3 separate regions of the Mus musculus genome follow, and regions 2 and 3 are each linked to region 1. A link is a contact called in public promoter capture Hi-C data. All regions are on one chromosome and are shown on one strand. Each heading gives the region's core, a stretch centred on a gene start, on an enhancer-like site or on the middle of the called end of the contact. The rest is flanking DNA. Distances are from core to core; before and after follow the strand shown. Region 1 holds the start of Sostdc1 (sclerostin domain containing 1). Region 2 holds the start of Meox2 (mesenchyme homeobox 2). Region 3 holds the start of Ahr (aryl-hydrocarbon receptor).

Region 1 (3,988 bases), core at 613-3,112:
ATCTAAATGAGAACTGTTTTTGACACACTTGAAAAGAAATCAAGGCTTATTAACCAAGAAAGAGAGGGCAAGGCTTAACAACATAGGCAGATGGTGTGTCCAAGCCAAAACTAATAAAACCTGTTGAAATTGTTCTTCTGATGCCTGAGAATTATCTCAAAGTGGACAGTGGGTCAGAAGTTTTGCTCCAATTCTGTACCCTGAACATCTACTTTAAGGCTCATAGACTAAAGGAAGTGTGCAGCATATGCCTGCATATGTATGTACATACGGAGCTAAAGTTAGAGACGGAGATGAAAGGGTTAACGGTTTGGCTGGACAATGTGCTAGGCTTGCCTGCTTTTGATTCCAGCTCACCTTCCTACAGCTGCCTTAGGAATGTACCTGGAAACAGCCAGCAATAATTTTGACTCTCCTGGCTTTTTGTTCCTCATGTATAAGGTTGGGCATTGTTGTGGTGACATTTCTCACATTGACAATGAACACCCACCACACTTTTCAGTAACCTGGTACTGCTCAGACAGACACTTCCTATGCTCTGAAATTAACTACATGCAAGGAAAACACTTCAGTTTTCTTAGTGGGATATGACCAGTCATATACGGTATGACTTTTCAAAGGTCAAAACGCTTTTACACAGTTGGATGGAGTTTAAGGTGGAGGGGCAGAGATTTGTGTAAGGTTTCCTGTACACTGTTTCTCTGCCTTTCTTCACATTCCTTACTAACAGAAATCTTTTAAAGGAAGAGAATAGAGCAAAAGTTAGAGGAAGAAATTTGAACCCCTCTAACTAGTAGTCACTTGACGTGTATGTCAATTAAGCAAACAGAAAAGGGTAAAGAAATACTCCCTGTGCCAAACATTAGCATCCTATTATGTAAAATCTCCTGTTACAAATATATACCCAGTCTTTCACAGAAACATACAATTGTCTCAATTTGACCTGTTGAATAAAGAACAATTTGGAAAACCATGATGCTCCAACGTTTTGTAGTATAGACCCGTTTAACAGTGGACATCAAGTCTTTACACCTCTCCAAACTAGACATATTTTAGACATCTGTGTGAGCAATTCCATATTTCCTGAAAGCTTCCTTTCATCCATTGTGATTCCCTATACATAGTTCCGGTTAGTTACCTTTAGACACTTCACCAGATTCCTGCACGATCTGAAATTAGCAAAGTGTAAGACGCCATGAACTTAAACTGCACACAGAACCACACTTTAAAGAAGTCTCCCTTTTGCAGAGTTTTTAAAAAGCAGCAGTTCAATACCTCGATGCATTTTTCTGTGGGCACTGGATAAACCATGTCTCTGCTTGCATTATCAAGCCACCGGCTTAATTTGTATTAACTCTAAAATCACTACCCAGGAAAGAACGCCAGCCTACACATGCACCAGATTGCTCCCAGATTGTTTTTGCAAAAGCGTAGATGGTTCACGTTAGTTTACAGCAAAAGCATTCTACAGGAGTGGGAGCTGATGCTCCCCAAAAGGAAAAAAAAAATCTGTACAAGTAAAACACACTTACTGTTTCGATCCAGTCCAGTGCTACTGAAATGCCTGCCTCCATTCCTGGCTTGATTCAGGGTGCTGTTGCTGCTGGGGTGTGCCGGGACAGGTTTAACCACATGTGAATAAAGGATTTCTGTGGCATCATTTTTAAAAGCCAAACAGTTTCTCATCAGGATGCAGAGCAGGGGAATGAGAGAGAGATGAATGGCAGGAGGAAGCATGATGAGTGGAGGATTTGCTGGGCTGAGGAGCCGCTAATTCTTTCCCCCTTGCTTCTGCACTGTGGACTGTGGAATCCCTTCCCAAGGTTCCCTTTATATAGCCAGAGGCTTGGCGTTCATTCAGGTGTAAAGTTGTGTAGGGCTTCGGAGTGAAAACACAGAGAAGGGGTGGGATCCCTACTTGACCCTGCAAAAGAATTTTACCAATGGAGAAGACGGGCTGCAGAAGAGGAGGGGCTTGCTACACAAATTGCCTGCGATTTCAGAGTTGGGCTTTACTGGTCTACGAGCTGAAGCAGGCAAGGCACAGCCCTGTCACAACTGCTACCACTTGCTCCTCAGCCAGGTCCTCTCCGGAGCCTAGGTTCATGGTCAAGTTTAATGGAAGGAAAAGTAGGTTGCTGTTCACATAAAGAGACAGAGTTTATTTTATTTTTCACACTTTTGTTCTCTATTCCCCTCAGATTAAAGAAAATTTGGGGCCTGAAGGGGCTTCTTCCCCAAAAGTTAGAAGAAGCCATATGAGTTTTTGAGTAGTGTCAGACTTGAGTAAAAGATCTATTTAGTTAAATATGTTTTGTCTCTTAAGAAGAAAACCTTTTTCCCCTCTCTTTTCTCATAAAGAGGAAGACACAGAGCTAAAACCTGCCCTCTGGACACACTTAAGTAATGCTGCTTTGATCTGCAGGAGCAACTGTCCTGCTAGGTAAATTACTGCCAGCGGTCCTGGTACTGCCAGCGGTCCTGAGTGTGTGTGTTGGGGGGTTGGGGGGTGTAATGAGCAGAACTCTGTCTGAATTAAATTAACTCATATCAGTTTTCATCTTAAAATATGTCAGCAAGGTTTAGCATTCTGCATGTCTCTTGCCCAAAAGAAAACCATTTTCTATTTATTACCCTTTACCAATTCAAAATATTTCTAGATTGTTCATATACTGCAGGTCCTGAGTTATATTTGTATTTGTCAAACATTGGTTTTGGTAACTTCCTTTGAGTCTGCTGCCTAAGTAAGTGCTGTCACCGTCTGGGCTGCTTTATTTCCATCTGACAGAGCTACTCCATGGGTTCTTTAACTCTGAAAACAAAGGGTCTAGCAGTATGAGTCAGCATGGAAGGGCACCTGCAGCCAAGCTTGGCAATCCTGAGTTCAGCATCGGAACCCACATAACAGAAGGAGAGTGGCCTCTGGGACTTTGTCCTCTAGCCCTCACATGTGTGCTGTGGCATGAGTATAGAAGCCTAAGATAAAGAAATGATTTTAAAAGAAAAGCAGGTTTCATCGGATCTATTAAGCATCTTGACTGGGACAACTTTCAAATTGCCTGTTCAATGATAAATCCAATTTTAATGGTCAGTGTGGCTGTTAGAAAAATGTCTTAGTATTTTGTATCTCTCTCCTTTATAAGTTCTTGTCCATTATAACTGCTATCCACCACCACCTCTCCTTCCTTCTTCCTTAACTGTACATATCAACAGTGGCACCTACTGACATTTTGGAACCAGCAGTTCCTTATTATATAGGCACTTCTATGCATCTTTACTACTGTCCTTGGCTTCTACCCAGTAGCTGTCTGCTGTAAGGAAAAATTCTGCTACTGCCAAATTTCTCCCGGCGTGTCAAAACCGTCCCTGATTAAGAACTAACAATGTTCTGCTTATTATTATAAAAAGAAAGTAAGCATACGAATAGAAGACTAGAATAGAAGACTAAGCATTAAATAAGAAGTGTTCTCTTTTTTCCCAGGGTACTTTGATTTTATTTTAGAAAGTATGACTGCTTATCCTTTAGAGATATAAAATATCCATGGGTTAAAACAAGATGGTGTCGGGAATAGGTGTCAAGATAATACAGTGGGGGGTAGTTAGGATTGTGGTGTTGTAAACTCACATGGGTTGAGGGCTGGCAGAGCATGATATATTCTGTTTACTCTTACATATCTTAAAAATTCTACAAAATAAAAAATTGAAAATCAGAGCCAAAGAATCAATGTTATGTATCACCAGTAGGTGGATTTCTTATTGTTGTATATGATAATTTATTACTTTAAGATCCTTCCTGGAACATGATAAATTAGATTATTTTGTAGGCTATATGTCAAGCATCCTTCCAAAATGGCATGAAGAATTCTTGTCCTGCATTAAGCGACTTCATGTTAATTGTACAATGTTCTTATCAGCAGCTAATCCAATGCCTATAGGAAGCAGGAGTCAAAATAATCAAATCCTTGTCCAATGCATTCTTTTTGTGTAG
Region 2 (3,988 bases), core at 944-3,443, 790 kb before region 1:
GTAATATATGTAAACATTTTACTAGTTAAGTGACGTCTTTCTAAATCTGTATCCAGGTTGCCTTGTAACTACATAGAAGATTCAATAAAGAAAAAAAGAAGGAAAGAAAGAAAGGAAAGAAGGAAGGAAGGAAGGAAGGAAGGAGAGAGAGAGAGAGAGAGAGAGAGAGAGAGAGAGAGAGAGAGAGAGAGAGAGAACATTTACAATGAGGAATGTATTTAAGGGCTTTGTTGTGTTTCCTGGAAATTTTTAGTTTCTCTGTGCTGTCAGGATGCACTGGCTATTGGACTTCCAGGCCCCTGAATTCTTCTGGGAGGCTCCCCTTTTGTAGGACTGCTCAAGTTACCCACACCTTCCCTGCATCTTCTTCCAGCACTGTCAGGACTGTTATCTGTCCACTTTCTCCACTGCATCTCAAAGCACTACTCAATTGATGAAGGCTTTTATTTTCCACAGTCGAAGTTCAAACATTTTGTTTTGGTTGGTTGGTTGATTTGGACTTTTTGCTTGTTTCCCGTCCCCGTCCCCCCCCCCCCCCCAAACCAGGTTAGCACCATATGAGTGTAATTACTATAAGAATACTCTTTATTCAAAGTTTTCAGAGGTATTCCTTAAACACTTCTAGATTACTAGATAATTACTTTTTCGCCAAATAAATAGAATGTTTGGGGAGGGGTTGTTTGTTTTTTAAATATCATTTTAAGAAAGGTGCTATTTAAGGAACTCTGAAAGCAAAAATATTAAAAAAAAAGTTTTAGGTTTCTGTTCTTTTTCTTTCTTTAATTTTTCCTTATCTTTTTCTTTCCTTTTCCGTTTTCTTCCTTTTTTCTTTTCCTCCTCTTCTTTTCTTTTCTTTTCTTTTCTTTTCTTTCCTTTTCTTTTTCTCGTATTTGGTCAAATCCAGTTAAAGTTCAAGGCATTGCGCAATAATTTGGAAACCCAGTTAAGGATAGGAAAAGTCGAGTTGTTCAGAGTTGGGAATTGGAAGGGAAAAGTCAAGGAAACCCGCATGCACGCACACACGCACGCAGGCATGCATGCCCAGCGGATGCAGCATCCCAATGGGCACACCCCTCCCAACCCGTGGAGGGACCCGCCACGCTCCCTTAACCGATTTTGCATAGTGTCACTTGCTCTTTCTTCACCACTTCTGGAAAACTGATTTGCGATCTTGGAGGGCTTTGAACGGCTGGATGTAGATATATTAACTTCAGTGAAACACGTGCTCCTGAATTACAGGACGGACGCTCCATGGATGAACTCGCCCACCAGAGCGAGGAAAGGCTAGCAGCTTCACAGTTTGTCTTTCTATGAGAAACATCCCACACCTCCCCGCATCTTCCTAGCCCAGAGCGCACTCTCCCCAGGGTTGCTTTGCCCGCACTCACCTGAGCTGTCGCTTTTCCTTTTGCTGCCACTTCTCTTCTCTACGTCTGCGGGTGACAGCGCTTGACGGCCATAATCCCCTGGTGCGCACGCGGCCCCGGTAGGGGTGCTGGAGCCCAGGCTAGATGAGTTGGAACACAGGACCGGAGGGCTGCTTCCCAGCTCCGGGGGCCCTCCCGAATCAGGCTGCAGGCACAGGCTGTGCCGGGCCGCGCTTGGTGGAGAGGACATCTGCGGGAGGTGCCAGTTGCTTTGCAGAGCCTGGTGCTGCTGCTGCTGGTGGTGGTGATGGTGATGGTGGTGGTGGTGGTGGTGCCCCCTGTGATGCTGGCTGGCAAACATGCCCTCCTCGTTGGGGTATCCCGCGATTATGCAAGACGAGGAAGATGTGGAGAGTTCGGGGTAGGACATGTGGTCAGATCTTCCATGGAGGGCCAGAGAAGACTGGGAGAAGGGGTGCAAGCCTTGCGCTGTGGCGTGGGGGCTGCGCAGGCAGCCAAAGAGGGGGTGTTCCATGGCATGCAAGTTTCGGCTTCCAAGCAGAAGACTTCACGGACGGTCCGAATGTCCACCAAGCGCTGTCACTTTTCACTGGAAATCCTAAGACTTTCCCCCACTCACTCCAAAAGTAAAAGCCGCGCGCGTTTGCATTTGAGCAGAGCCGGCTAATCCCAGTCCTGAGCCTTAGCGGCCAGTCTCCTGCACGTATAAACACTAGGACCTGGAGGAGCTTCCTTCGCAGCTGCTCAGATGTCAAGTGTGGGAGAGGTGGAAGCCAAAAGAAGGTGGTCCCAGAGAACTGCTTTCAGGGGGAAATGGCTCTGAGAGGTTATAAATAGAGTGTAATGTGAGCTGGGGGCTGGCTTAGGAGCCCAGCGCTGACCACATGCAAACTCCCTCCAAAACTCCCGCTCAGTCAGCGCCACCGTGCTCTCTCATTTCCAGTTCCCATTGCTGGCAGGACAGGAGCCGCTGCCCAACGCCCGCCCGTCGGGCCCTGGGAGCTTCCACCACAGCTAGTGGTGCTCCCAGAGCCTCAGTCGCTCCGGGCCACCGCAATCTGTCCCATAGGTTCCCATGGCCAGACGCAGAGGCACTCAGCTTCCCTAAGCCAGCACACAGTGTCTCTGAGTAGCTCACTGCTCTTGGAACCTAGATCTCTCAGCCTTGGTGGGGGTTGGGGTCACCTGCAGGAGCTCCCTGACTACTCCCTGACTTTGCAGACCACAGAGAACTTTCAAGAGAACTTTCAAGAGAAGAAGAGCCTAGTCTGTCGAGCTTTTCAAACTCAGAGGCCACTCACGGTTCCAGCGTAAACACATTAGGTTTATTCTCTTTTAGGTATCTGAGAATAGATTGTTAGAAAACCTAGAGCCAGGGCGGAGGTTGTAGAGCTGTGCACCAAGGCTAGCACAGTGCTACTCTGAGTGCAGAAAGGACAGATATACAATGGGGTGTGCGCGACACAGAGGTGGATGTAGGCTCTGGCGCCTTGGCGACACACAAGTGTTGCTCCAAGTGGTGTCCCCCTTCCTTCTTTTTCTGACCCTCTTCCCACCCCTACTTCTCTTTACCAGTCCAGTTCGCGAAATTTTCTCACCATTTGCTCACCGAGGAAATTGGGAGGGGGGGGGTCAAGAATAACCCGAAAAAATGTCAAATGAGCAAGTCTAACTTGCTCCCAGCTTCACCCTTCCTAGCTAGCTTAACCCTGCAGGAGCCAATTCACAGCCCGCTCCCATCCTTTGAGAAATGAAATCTCTCTTTAGCTCACAGAGCTAATGCTCCTTGCATACATTCCATTCCTCACCACCTTTCTGTTTTAAGCAGATAGCAAACTTAACATTCCCTCAGCGTGGACCCTGCTATCATGGTTCATTTCCCCCAGGTTTACAGCCTGTGCTCCTGGAAATGAACTAACTGCACACCTTGCCACCAGTGAATTTGTGAGAGCAGGGGCTGGGGTTGACACAGCAATTAGCTTGGGCGGCCACAGAATCTACTGGAAGTCCTGTCCTTAACCCACAACAAGCTTGGGAGAGTGGGCTGCAGGAAAGCCTGTTCCTATCTAGGAAGTGTCTGCCAAGGGGATGTCTGCAGTAGCCTAGGGTGTTCAGGACTTGGAGTGTGCCACTATGGTTAACTGCCATATGTTTATTGTCTGGGTGACCAGAAGATGATGGCCAAGTCTTTGAAATTGCTAATGGGATTAATGAGTACAGCAACCTGAACTAGACATCTGGTTTAAATTAGGAAAAGGTATTGATGAATTTTGGAGGAATGTCCCCAAGGCAGAACCCTTCTCTCTGCCGCTCCTTCTGCCATCTTCAGTCTGTTACCCTTTATTTTAAGAGGTTCTCCAGAAAAGGAACTTCCAAACAAACTTTAACATCCGTGTGAAAAGTCGAATTGTTTTGCACAACTTAGAGATGGGGTGGAGTGGGGGTTGATCAGGAATTCCAAGATTTGTAAGCACTGCTTTCTTTAACGGAAATTGAGCCCTATTTTGAGGGAAATTAGTTTTGCAGACTTCGTTAGGGGAAAAAAAAAAAAAAAGAACCTAAAACTTTTGTTCACCAGCCGCTCAACGTTTCAGTCTGAG
Region 3 (3,988 bases), core at 1,005-3,504, 780 kb after region 1:
AAGTAGAACAACCCCACTCATCACTCCCATTAAATCAACACTACATTATTATTAATTAGTAATTAACAATGGGGCCTCGCAAAATAGTTCACACTAGTCAGTGAATCTTTGTTCTCTTTTCTCGGCCTTCCTTGTTGAAATAACGGGGCCATTTTTCACCTTCCACTCCACCGGTGGACCCAGCTCTCGGGGTGGGGGGTGGGGGGTGGGGAGTGGGGGTGGGGCTCTTGAGCTTTCCAGGTTTTAGTCCTGGCAGTTCTTTTGCAGTACCCACAGGGCATCACCACACTCTCTTTTTTGTCCAATAGCAAACAGCTTCTCGATCACAGTTCCAGTTTCTACCTCACAGGTTGCCCCATTTACCATCTTTCCTTAGATGTCCTAAATCTATTTCAAACCTAAGAAGCATGAGGCCAGCTTTATAATTTCTTTCTGGTGATTCATGCCATTGTTACCCAGCTGGAAACATAGTTGAGAAAACTATCAATTTTAACTCTTAAATTTGTTTCTAATATTAGCACACAAAGCGATGGGCTTAATGAAATGTATGAATTACCATGCTCCCATTCTGCTGGACGCCCCCCCCCCATTCCTTCCCCCACTCCTGCTGCTCTGCTTGCTCCCACAGGATCCCCTCTTCTCCTTCTGTGTCATGTGTATTCTCCTGCCCTTTCTCTTCTCACCTCCAACCCAAGAGCTCCTTTTTCCACTCTCATGATCGCTTTCCTAGTTTCAACATGTGTAAAAATCAAAATCTAGAGCATACATCTAGAGAAAACATGGTATTTGCCTTCTGTGTCTGCCATGCTTAACACGGCAGCCTCCAGTTCCACTTGTTTACCTGCAAATGCCATGATTTCAGTTTTATTCAGAGTCCCATAAAATGCCATTGTGTAGACGCACTACATTTTATTTATCCATCCATAGGTTGATGTGAATCTAGTCTGGGTCCACTTCTCACTTGTTTTGAATGAAGGGCTATCAGGTATGTGCGCAGGAGAATAGCAGGTCATCTTGTGGATCTGTTTTTAATTTGTTGAGAAACTCTATACAGAGTTCCACAGTGGCTGGACCAGTTTACAACCACCCACAGTGATGCGGGTTCTTCTTCCTCCACAGCCTGGGCACCATTTGTTGTTCTTAGTTTTCTCGCTATCCTTTTCCTTGCTGTTGTGTATCCTCTCTTCTGATCTCTTTCTCAAATCTATAAAACACATCAGACTTCATCTCTATCTCTTCATGTCCAGCATCACCTACCTGACTCCCAAAATTCACTTCTCTGCCTCTATTCTTTGGTGGTTAACAGCGACCTTCCCTCTTCCTTTATCATCTCTGCTGTCTCTTTTCTCTCATCCCCATGGCTGTGCCATTGGTCTTGCAGCTGGTCGATTTCATCAATTTCCCAGCGATTCTCTCTTCCATCTGTTTTGTTCCTGAGTAACAGAATTTCCACCTTTTCCCACAGTGACTTTCCCAAGAAAGATGGAACATCATCTTCCAAATTACGCCTTTAAAAGCTCTCTGTTGTCTGCAGAATGAGACCCAATTTCTTCATTAAATCTTTATGATTTGTTCCTAGATTATCTTTTTTTTTTTTTTTCTTTTTCCTCCCATCAGCTCTACCGTACTACTAACAGAAACTCAGGTCTCTGGTCATAGTCTCAGTACCTACCCTCCAATTTCTCATGCTCTCAGCACTCCTGTGCTTCTTTCCTTCTCATCTTCCTGAAGTCTGATGGAGGAAACGATGTTTTATTGTCTTCTGTAGACATAAAATAAATGTGGGAGGGAAAAGGATTATAAAACTCGTAGCCTTCAAGACAACTAACTTTGCAGGGCATTTTTGAAGTTTTCCCCTTAGAATGCTCTCCAGTCGCAGTTATTTATCTACCAGCTCAATGTAAAATCTTTGTCAAAAATTAGATGACTCAACTCTAGGATGAGCTAAGCTCTTTGCCTGGTAAATCTTGATGTCTGGGTTACAAGGAATTTGCCTAGGCATAATGTGGCCTCACACCCCTTTTGAGGCTGGAAAACAGGTACTGGGCGAACACCACCCCACCCCCAGAACCTCGGACTGCAAGAAGTGTTGGGAGTCACTACGTCCTGCGTCATCACGTGCTGCGAAGAGGGTGGGGCCCTCCTGGGAACCGTGAGGGGCGGGGCCGAGCAGGTGGGGCGGGGCTGGAGCCCGGGGCGGAGCTGCGCGGGGTCGCGGCTGCGGAGGAGCGGGCTCGCGGCGGGCGGCAGCGTGTGTGTGCGCTCCCTTTGACGCTCGGTGCCCCACGCGTGTCCCGGAGAGGCTCAGCCCGGAGCGACCCGGAGGACGAACTGGTGGACGGACTCGGGGGTGGCTGCCAGGCAGGGTTGTGAGCGACGCCGCGGCACAGCGCGGGAGCCGGGAAGCCCTAGAGCACTGCGGCCCCTCCTGACCCTCGGGACCGGGCGCGGCTAGCGTGCGGGTTTCTCCTCCGCGGCCAGCTCGGGCAGCCCGAGTCTCCTCTGTCGCCCGCACCTGCGCGTCGCGGTCGTCCCGCCCTCGGCGGCGGCTCACCTGGGCGCAGCGCGGGCAGGGCGCCGCCTCCGGGACGCAGGTGGAGCGGGCAGGGCGCGGGCACCATGAGCAGCGGCGCCAACATCACCTATGCCAGCCGCAAGCGGCGCAAGCCGGTGCAGAAAACGTGAGTGACGGCGGGCAGGCGCGCTCCGAGGGTGCGGGAGGTCCCCACGCGTGCCGCCATCCAGGAGCTGAGTCTCAACCAATGCGTTAAAAAAAAAAAAATCCTGCTTTCAGGCACCTGCACCTTTACTGCTCAGCGACCTTCCCTGGCTGGTTCGTTGACAGCTCTGACCTACCTAGTGCCGCTCTAGCTTAGTTAGTTAAGCTTGCCTGGAAATCCTCCACTCTAGATCTCCGCTGCCGTGAGCTTTAGGGGACACGGAGGATAAGTAGACAGCTCACTGAGGTGAGATGTTGGGCAGAGCTAAACACGTGTTGTCTTGAAGGAGGGGACCTGTGCCTTTGAAGGAATGTCTTTCTGTTCTTAGCGCCTAGCTTTCTGTTTTGCTCTCTCATTTACTTCCTAGGCAGCAGTTCTGCAGGGCTCGGTGTAGGCGCAGAATTGATAGCAGGTTGGAGTGTGCAGTGGACAGGTGCCCTGGCAGCTTGGTGGCATTCTTAGCCACTCTTTGGTGCAGTTTTCTTCCTCCTTTTGGAGTGCTTTTGGGTCTGTAAAATTTTAAATCATTAAGAAGAGGAAAAAGAACTAGACTGACTTCTAAGTTATTTCTACTCTCTACCTGTAGTTCATTTCCCCTTGCTTTTTTTTTTTTTTTTTTTTTTTTTTTTTTTTTTTTTTTGCCAATTCTGACAGAGATTACAGGCTTTGGTCTTTATTTCCATGGGCTATTTGTATGAGATGGGAGATTTTTTTTCCCCCCTCAGAAAAGAGATTCATGATTGAGACAGGGTTCCATTTAGGAGTTGTCTGTATTGATGCATTCATTCATAATTACCTTGGAGTTTCCACATCTCACCATTTGTTATTTTTTTAAAAAAATAAATTATTTTAGGAACACTTTCAGGCAATCAGTAGTGTGTGTTTTGCTTGAAACATGACAGCTATCACCAAGTGAACCAAAAAAAGAAAACAAAAACAACAAAAAAACCAACTTAAGATTTATACACTGTTTACAAATAGTTACTAGCTTAGAAGTTGGGTTATTTGTGGATTTTAATTCCCCTTAAGAATTTCAACTGTCCTAGTTCCTCAAATCTTGACTTACAAATTAATATTGAGAGGAGATGTCCATGTGTAAATAGTTTGATCAGAATTTGGAAGTTTTATGGTTGGTACACTTTAAAGGACGCAAATGTCGTTGACTCAGCAGTTTTCTACCCCGGCAGTTCTTTGGACCCTGGCTTTCAGTGCTTTAGTATTTTGTAGGACGGTTTCTTTTTGTTAAAACATGTTTGCTCAATTTGACT

Evidence for each region. Promoter capture Hi-C pulls out the DNA fragments that hold promoters and counts their contacts.
Region 2: a contact with region 1 is called in a promoter capture Hi-C map of embryonic stem cells, with 2.7 times the contacts expected there. The contact joins the promoter of Meox2 here to the promoter of Sostdc1 in region 1. A contact is called at or near these places in 3 of 39 promoter capture datasets (the 3T3-L1 cell line, embryonic stem cells and liver).
Region 3: a promoter capture Hi-C map of hippocampal neurons shows a contact between it and region 1, with 3 times the contacts expected there. The contact joins the promoter of Ahr here to the promoter of Sostdc1 in region 1. A contact is called at or near these places in 2 of 39 promoter capture datasets (hippocampal neurons and pre-B cells) and 1 of 484 Hi-C or Micro-C datasets (pre-B cells).

What each region holds. Positions count from the first base shown.
Region 1 is chr12:36,312,043-36,316,030 of GRCm38.p6, reverse strand. It overlaps Sostdc1 (sclerostin domain containing 1), which reads right to left and starts at 1,862. Exons shown (of 2, transcript NM_025312.3): 1 at 1,533-1,862. The coding sequence starts at 1,737.
Region 2 is chr12:37,106,745-37,110,732 of GRCm38.p6, reverse strand. Meox2 (mesenchyme homeobox 2) reads right to left here and starts at 2,193. Exons shown (of 3, transcript NM_008584.4): 1 at 1,389-2,193. The coding sequence starts at 1,902. Gm29007 (predicted gene 29007) reads left to right here and starts at 3,981. Exons shown (of 2, transcript NR_166884.1): 1 at 3,981-3,988.
Region 3 is chr12:35,533,255-35,537,242 of GRCm38.p6, reverse strand. Ahr (aryl-hydrocarbon receptor) reads left to right here and starts at 2,254. Exons shown (of 11, transcript NM_013464.4): 1 at 2,254-2,681. The coding sequence starts at 2,620.